Linked DNA regions of Zea mays: region 1 is linked to region 2. A link is a contact called in public Hi-C data. All regions are on one chromosome and are shown on one strand. Each heading gives the region's core, a stretch centred on a gene start, on an enhancer-like site or on the middle of the called end of the contact. The rest is flanking DNA. Distances are from core to core; before and after follow the strand shown.

Region 1 (4,065 bases), core at 871-3,370, 160 kb before region 2:
AGAGTCTATTCTTGGCAATGGAAACTCGTCCTTTGGACAAGCCTTGTTGAGATCTATGAAATCAATGCACATTCTCCATTTACCATTGGCCTTCTTCACCATAACAGTGCTGGCTAGCCATTCTGGGTATTTCACTTCTCTGATGACACCAGTGCTAAGAAGTCTCTTCACTTCGTTTTGAGCACCACCTTCAGCTTTGTCTTTAGACATCTTTCGAAGCCTTTATTTTCTTGGCCTGAAAGATGGATCCACATTGAGTGAATGTTCAATGACATCTCTGTTGACACAACAAAGATCATTGGCTGACCAAGCAAAGACATCTGTGTTGTTGAATAAAAATCTTAGCAAAGTCTTCTCTTGCTCTTCAGACAGCTGAGACCCCAGCAGTACCCTTTGTTCTGTTATGTCTTCACATAGGAGCATAGGCTTCGACTGATCCGCCGAAGCAGCCTTCTCTCTTTTGTATTTATACTGCTGACAGGCTTCGGCTCCATCTATATTATGAATTGCCTTTGAATCTATACAATTTCCTTCAGCCCTTCTGGCAGCTTCTTGACTCTCATGGACAGCAATGGGCCCTTGTTACGAAGGTATCTTCATGCATAAATATGCTGGATGAAGTATTGCTTCAAAGGCATTAAGTGCCTCTCGACCAATGATTGCATTATAGGGGTACTCCATGTCAACAATGTCAAAGACAACCTATTGTGGACGAAGCCGAAGGTCACTGGCATTGTGATTTTGCCGAGTGCTACAATCTGCCTTCCTCCGAAGCCACAAAGAGGGTGTGTAGCATCATAAATCTTGTCTTCTGGCTCTTGCATCTGTCTGAAGGCCTTAGCAAATATGATATCTGTTGCACTGCCTGTATCGACCAGAACATTATGGACCAGAAATCCCTTGATGACACAGGATATGACCATAGCATCATTGTGAGGATAATCTTTGAGCTGAAGGTCCTCCTGGAGAAGGTGATTGGGATGTGGGACCATTTTAACTTGATGAAGGGTCCCTGCACCCCAACATGTTGCACCCTTCTCTGCGCTTACTTCTTCTGCTTTTTGTTAGCCAGCTCTAAACTTGAGCCGCCTGTTATCGGGAGCACTAGCTTCGTAGCCGAAGGTGCTACGACTTGGTTGTTGAACGAAGCCATCAGCTCGAGAGTGGAAGTGAGTTCACCGGAGGTGGGCGCCAATGTTGGGGACTTGTTTTCAAATGCTATGAATTAAGAACAAGGCCACACAAAAAGAGGTTAATGGTTATTGCCCTTTGTCCTTCGAAGCATTATTTCTCTTAGGATATAACGATCTTCAGACGAAGGTCATGAAGGACGTACCTTCATCATCGCAGTATATGTTAATGAAAGACGAAGCATATGAAGCATAAGAAATAACATGAATAATCATATGACATTATCAATATATCTTTATTATGTCATCATGGATGAATAAGAACAATATTGAATTACATTTGTACCTTCGGCTTGACAGAAGGCAAAAAGTCCAAGCGTGACGCACGAGCGAATAACAGTCAGCGTGAACAGTACGGGGGTACCGTTCACCTATTTATAGGCACGGGGCACAGCCCGATCAAAATTACATTTATGTCCTCGACAACTAGTTACAATCATGACACAAATTATCATGGATCGATTGGTCTTTTTCTCTTTAAGTCGGTGCAGCCCTTCGTCTCAAGGCATGTCGCTATATCGAAGCTCCCTCGATAGTAGCTTCGGCGTGTAACTTCGCGATTGTATTTGCTTATGTGCTGATCTTCCGAAAGTGTTTCTTTTTAAAGGACCTTCGACGACGAAGCAGTCCCCCAACAGCCATCATGCCGAAGCTCTTTCAATTGTTACTTCGGCATATATCTTCATGTCATATCTGATTATATATCGTCATGCCGAAAGTGTTTTTGCTTAGATGACCTTCGACAGAAAAGAAGGCTCTCAACAAACTGCTTATAATTATATCTGCGGTCATCATAAATTATGGTCTGATTTTAGTATAGAAATTGCCTTTGTATTCAACATAATCTACTGTCATTTGATGCTTTGGGTTGAAGGATGGGAAGATACTAAAGTTCAGCGTCAACTACATAACCCAACGACTCTTCTGTACCAGAGCCGGACCTCCTAACCGCACACAGTCGAACATTGTTGCTTGCTCGGCCCAGATCTCCAATGGCCGCCGCACCCGTCGCTCCGCCGCTAGCCTCCACGGACGACGAGATCGTCTACGAGTCCATGCCCTGCATTCGCGTCTACAAGAAACGCGTGGAGCGCTACTTCGGTACCGAGTTCGTCGCCGCCTCCACGGACGCCGCCACCGGCGTCGCCTCCAGGGACGTCGTCATCTCCCCCAACGTCTCCGCGCGCCTCTACCTCCCCCGCCTCGACGACGAGAGCGCCAAGCTCCCCATCTTCGTCTACTACCACGGGGGCGGCTTCTGCCTCGGTTCCGCTTTCAACCCCACCTTCCACTCCTACTTCAACAGCTTCGCGGGCCTTGCCAACGTTCTCGTCGTCTCCGTCGAGTACCGCCTGGCCCCCGAGCACCCCGTCCCCGCCGCCTACGCCGATTCCTGGGAAGCGCTAGCCTGGGTCGTGTCCCACCTTGCCGCCGCCGGCGACAACGTCCGGGACCCATGGATCGCGGGCCACGCCGACTTCTCCCGCCTCTACCTGGGCGGTGAGAGTGCGGGCTCCAACATCGCGCACCACATGGCGATGCGCGTTGCAGCGGAGGGCCTGGCCCACGACGCCCGGATCCAGGGCCTCGTCATGGTCCACCCCTACTTCCTGGGCACCGACAAGGTGCCCTCCGACGACATCAGCCTGGAGGTGCGCGAGAGCCTGGGATCCCTATGGCGCGTCATGTGCCCGACCACCACGGGGGAGGACGACCCGCTCATCAACCCCTTCGTGGACGGCGCCCCGCCGCTGGCTTCTCTGGCGTGCGGCCGCGTGCTCGTGTGCATCGGCGAGGGCGACGTGCTCCGCGACCGCGGCCGCGCCTACTACGACCGGCTCAGGGCCAGCGGATGGCCCGGCGAGGCAGAGATTTGGCAGGCGCCCAACAAGGGACACACGTTCCACCTCCTGGAGCCGTGCTGCGACGAGGCCGTCGCGCAGGACAAGGTCATCAGCGACTTCCTCAACCGCTGACTCGCATCGCCGGTGATGGCGGCGTTGTTGGGCTTGGATCAAATTTAGCTTCGTTCATTGTATACCTGGAGATTGGAATAACTGCAGCTTCGTCACCGGTGAAGAATGCTGGCGCTACACTACACTCCTACTAGTACGTTTCAGGTTCAAAGTTGTGTTTGTATTATTTGAAATTGGGTCTAAGGATGAAGGGGGCTTTGCCATTGTTAGTAATTTGGGTACGATGATACAGTCATATGTCATACACATGAAATTATACTTGTTAGACACACGTAATTTGTTGAAACATTTATTCCATCTTTCACTACTTACAAGTACAACTGAAATGAAAATCGCCTCATTATTATTTGTAGCAGCTATTGCTCTTGGAACCACTTCTCAACTTGGGCAGAAATGTCAGCTGAACTTGCCAATTCTCGGGCACAAAATTTGGAAACATTGATTGCATCCTTTTACTGGTATATAACTGAAAATCAGGCCTTTAATATTTGTAGCAGCTATTGTTCTTGATTATTTCTTAATTTGGGGAGAAATGTTAGCCGGGTCGATTGCTAAGATACCCCCACGAAGAAATCAAAGAAGAATGAATTGGCAAGTTGAGCTGTTCATACAGTTGCCTACTATAGGCCGCCCCACATGGCAAGATGCCTTTGCGTAGTTTTTTTTTATATATTCTGCTCCTTTTGTAGCCCCTTCTGCTTCCCATGTTAGCCTATGTTGAGAAGATAGTGACGAAGGCTGAAAGTCAATGGCTCGGTATCCTAGTATTTTATTTTTCATTCTTCAGTTACAAAGATGCCAGAGGAGCCATATAAGATAATAATCTAGAAAAAGAAAAACAATCGAGCCTCTGCATTTCTATGGGTTTCTTGTGGGGAGCTTCCACATCTTCTAGTGGG
Region 2 (3,923 bases), core at 226-2,725:
TCGAATCAATATAACTTTTATTCGCATTTTATCCTAAGAGTAGTTCTAGTCTAGTTTAGGTTTAGCCTCCCAATCCCCAAATTCTTCGTCTCTCTTCGGCTCTACGTCGATTAGAGGAGTCTAGGTCGGCCGGCCCGAGCCTAGACACCACCTAGGATCTCTCCTCCCCGACGGGGTCCCTCCCGGGAGCGAGATCCAGGCGCCGCCGGCGACTTCCGCCGTCTCTGCGTACGCGCGGACCGTCCGGCCTCAGGGCGCGGACCGTCCGGCCGTCAGGCAGAGAAGCCCTAGCCGCGCACCAGGCCGCGGACAGTCCGCCCCTGCGCAGAGAGTACCACCGTGCCTCGCACCAGGCCGCGGACCGTCCGGCCCCGCGCGCGGACCGTCCGCCCCTGTGCAGAGAGCACCGCCGCCGGTTCTTCTTGAGTATTTGGCGCTCCGAAAAGGCGTCAACACCTATACAAATTAGATAAGTATTCCTGGTTGGATTGGTTCTAGACCATGATTCCGGAACAAACGAATACACCCTAACAGTATGTAGTAGCCAGGAGCCCAGCCTCCCAGGACTGGAGAGGTCCTCGGCGCCTTTCCATGGCACGCGCAGGCAGCTGGACGATCCAACTGGTGGCTTGTTCGCTGCGGCTTTAATCCGACTGCGGCTGCGGCTTCTACAGTATTTTATCTCTAGGGATTGCAGCTGCAACAGTATTTTGCAGCTGCAACAGTGCTCCCACATGGGCAGCCGAACAAGCTCTGGATTTCTCTTGTACTTTTGAGCCGGTCGGCGAGATATAAGCAGGGAACAAAGGATAGGCCACCAGATCCAGCTGCTTTTGATCTCTCAACCTTTTGACATCTCACGATCATGGCTTGCTTGCCTCTTTTGCACTAATGAACAGAGAAGAGGAGTGGTGGGTGGCTCATTGATAGACCTCTGTATAAACGCCATGCGTCCATGGTGGTATGCTCGCGAGGCTGCTGCGGGTGCGTCTTTCGGCCGGCCGGCCAGTGAGGTTGATGCTTTGGTGTAAAAAACACCTCGATCGAATAGCGGAGCCAATCAAATTGGAATTGATCATCTTACCGGCCGCACGGCCGGGCTGCCGCCGCATTCCTTCGACGGCACGCCCACGCCAAGATATATGTGGCCACGGCGATCGAGCGCCCGCTGCTCCATGTGTCGGCGACGCGCAACCGGTGTGGGCACTAGGGGAACGAACGGAGTGATCGATCGGGACGTGCGAGTTGAAGAGCACATCATGGCCATTTCGCTTGTTTAATTTACATGCGGGACGGCGCCGCAACGCGGGTGCGTGCATGCAGATTGCAGGCACGCTGCACACATGGCAGATGCCCACACGAGGTTGTGGGCGGCGGCCGGACGGCCGGACCGTCCTGTCCACTGTCCTGTGCTACCGCTTGTCAGGGACGTGAACGTGATTGGAACGGGCGGGCTGTCCTGTGCTACCGCTTGTCCGGGACGTGAACGAGATTGGAACGGGCGGGCATGCGTGGCAATGCATGCGACTTGTCGCGCTCGACTCACCACACAGCCGCTAATGATCGTTTCGTTTGTAGCCGAATTTCGAAGAACCGGTTGGTACTTTGTGGCTTAGGCTGTTTCAAACCTCCAAAGCTAATTGTTAATCAGCTAATAAGTTGTTAACTGGTTTAAATGGGTTGTTGGAGCAACTAACAACCAGTAGCTATTTAAGCGGTATAACTAACAATTAATATATTGATCTACTAGTTGACCTGTTCTAAATCTCTCAAGTATTTTTAGTTGTTAATTATTAGTTTTAGATGTTTAGAATATGGCCTTAGGCTGTCTCCAAAATAGATCGGTAAAGATTGTGTATTCTAATAGAGGATTTTCTTCTCTATAGTTCGAACAGTATCATCTAAAACATCTTTTCATCTGTTGTATACGTAGAGGTTCTCTTCTCTATCTAATTTAATACTTTAAATAGCGGATTAAGCAAAACTAAAATATGTACAAGACATGATAAATATGTATGTTCAAAAATCACCTGTAAAATATATCTTTAATATAGGTATTTAACGTATAGATGACAAGATATAAATTAGAGAAAAATAAGATAGAGGAGAGAATTTTTAGAGAAGTATGTGTAGAAGGAATATAAAAGAGACATAATATAGTTGGAGATAATATTAATGTGCTATATCTTTCCTTGCATGGACTCATTGTTGATATGTCCTCTCATCCTTAGTAACAGAAGTGAAGCGAAATCAAGGAAGAGTCCCTTATCCCTGCGTTCACCACATGCTCTGTCGAGGGCACAATAGCACCCATGGTTGTGGCCTCTGATCACGATGGGTGCTATATAAATGAGCCTATGGTCGGCATGGACGCCATCACAACCGTTTGGCCAAAACTGTACCCGCCACAAGGTCTCGATCACCTTACCCTACTAATAACTGGAACCACTATCACAAATGGCTTCCATGGTTCTTGAATCCCCTGCTGGAGCAAGAATCTAGGTACCCCTCGTTGATGCAACTAACAATGAGTAGGAGCACAAGGAGTGTGGGGCGTCGGCAACGAATGTTGCAACACTAACGAACACCGCCATCAAATCCAGGAAAGAAGGTTCATCCTGATTACCCCTATCATAATCGAGGTAGTAGATGGATTGGCATTCTAGAGTCTTAGAAAAGTAACGTATCAAATGCAGATGATACATCTAGGAAACAAATCAGGTGCAAACCATGTAATGGTGCAAACCAACATGTAGTTAGAAGTGGGAGAAGGTATTTAAAAGTATAATAGAGGAGGTGGAATGGTTGTTTTGATAGCTGACACATGATGGGAGGGTTATTTTAGGAAATTTTCATAACTGCTTGCACGGATGCACGGTTTGCACCAAATATCTGGTTTGCACATGATCCGTTGCCTCAGAAAAGATGTTGAGTTCACTATAATCTATCACCCATCGCTTCAGCAACGAACATTAGTTCGGTGACTCTTCTGAGTAACCGTGCTCCGATAACCTTTTTCTATCCATTTCTTACCTCGTGATTCGTGCTCCGATCACCTTTTCTATCATCGGCTAACTCCGACGGTGTGCCAACTGCCAACCAGCTAGAATTTGGGGGGTTTGCGGTCCTGGGTTTCCAGAATCTCGATAGCTATCAACAAGCACGTGATGCATGCATTATGCCAACCAGATCACCTTATATATCCGATAAGGGTCCTGGCCATCGCTTGGCCCATACAATCAATGCTGCTGCAGGGTTACGACTTACGAATCCGAAGCCTCGTCGCCGGCCGTGTCGTTCAAGGAGAAGCCATCCCTATATATGTCAAACTTGTACTTGCAAAAAATCGAGCCTACTAGTGAGTAGTGACACGCCATCTGTTTGAGCGTTGCCAGGCCCACAGATTTCAGAGTCTGTGTTCAATGAACTTTTGCATTAATCTTATGATCTACTCCTACAGTCCTACGTCGATCCCGTGGAATACGTGACATTTGTTACAGGTTCCTCGGGATTATATCACCAAGTTGGGGATTCAACTTTTATGGACTACGACATCTCTCTTCTCTTTTTACACAATGCAGCGAGATAATATTACAGGCTACATTACATTATTTCTCTACAGCCCAAACCCTGCACATCAATAAAATGTTTGAGCGGTCCTGTCCCTAGATGGTCTTCTCAATAAGACACCGCCCCTGGTTTCTCCAGGGTCATGTCCGCTCCCATCTAACTGCCTATATTGGTCTGTTAACTTACTGCTCAACTGCTGATTACTTCTGTCAGTATACAACAAGGACGTGCTCTCATCGCCCTCAACCTGCCCACCGGAACCGACGACCTGATGCTTGTGGTCGGCAGAGCTAGCCGCACTGTATGCATCCCGGCCTGATGAGCTGGTATTCAAGCTGGACCTGGATCGGGAA

What was found. Hi-C and Micro-C count contacts between places; a contact is called where the count stands out from the background.
Region 1: a contact with region 2 is called in a Hi-C map of leaf, with 8 times the contacts expected there. The contact joins the promoter of LOC100284217 here to the enhancer-like site in region 2. A contact is called at or near these places in 3 of 25 Hi-C or Micro-C datasets (ear, leaf and tassel).

The regions. Positions count from the first base shown.
Region 1 is chr4:93,046,330-93,050,394 of Zm-B73-REFERENCE-NAM-5.0, reverse strand. It overlaps LOC100284217 (gibberellin receptor GID1L2), which reads left to right and starts at 2,120. Exons shown (of 1, transcript NM_001157112.2): 1 at 2,120-3,214. The coding sequence starts at 2,183. The coding sequence ends at 3,166.
Region 2 is chr4:92,886,248-92,890,170 of Zm-B73-REFERENCE-NAM-5.0, reverse strand. It overlaps LOC100277781, which reads right to left. Exons shown (of 11, transcript NM_001349958.1): 11 at 3,422-3,923. The coding sequence ends at 3,638. Among protein-coding and RNA genes, the nearest start is that of LOC100277781, 41 kb to the right of the region's middle. Within about 2 kb of position 1,475, at least 8 of the 20 cell types and tissues checked have an H3K27ac peak or open chromatin away from gene starts, as enhancers often do. A contact at or near this core is called in leaf, where this site is marked.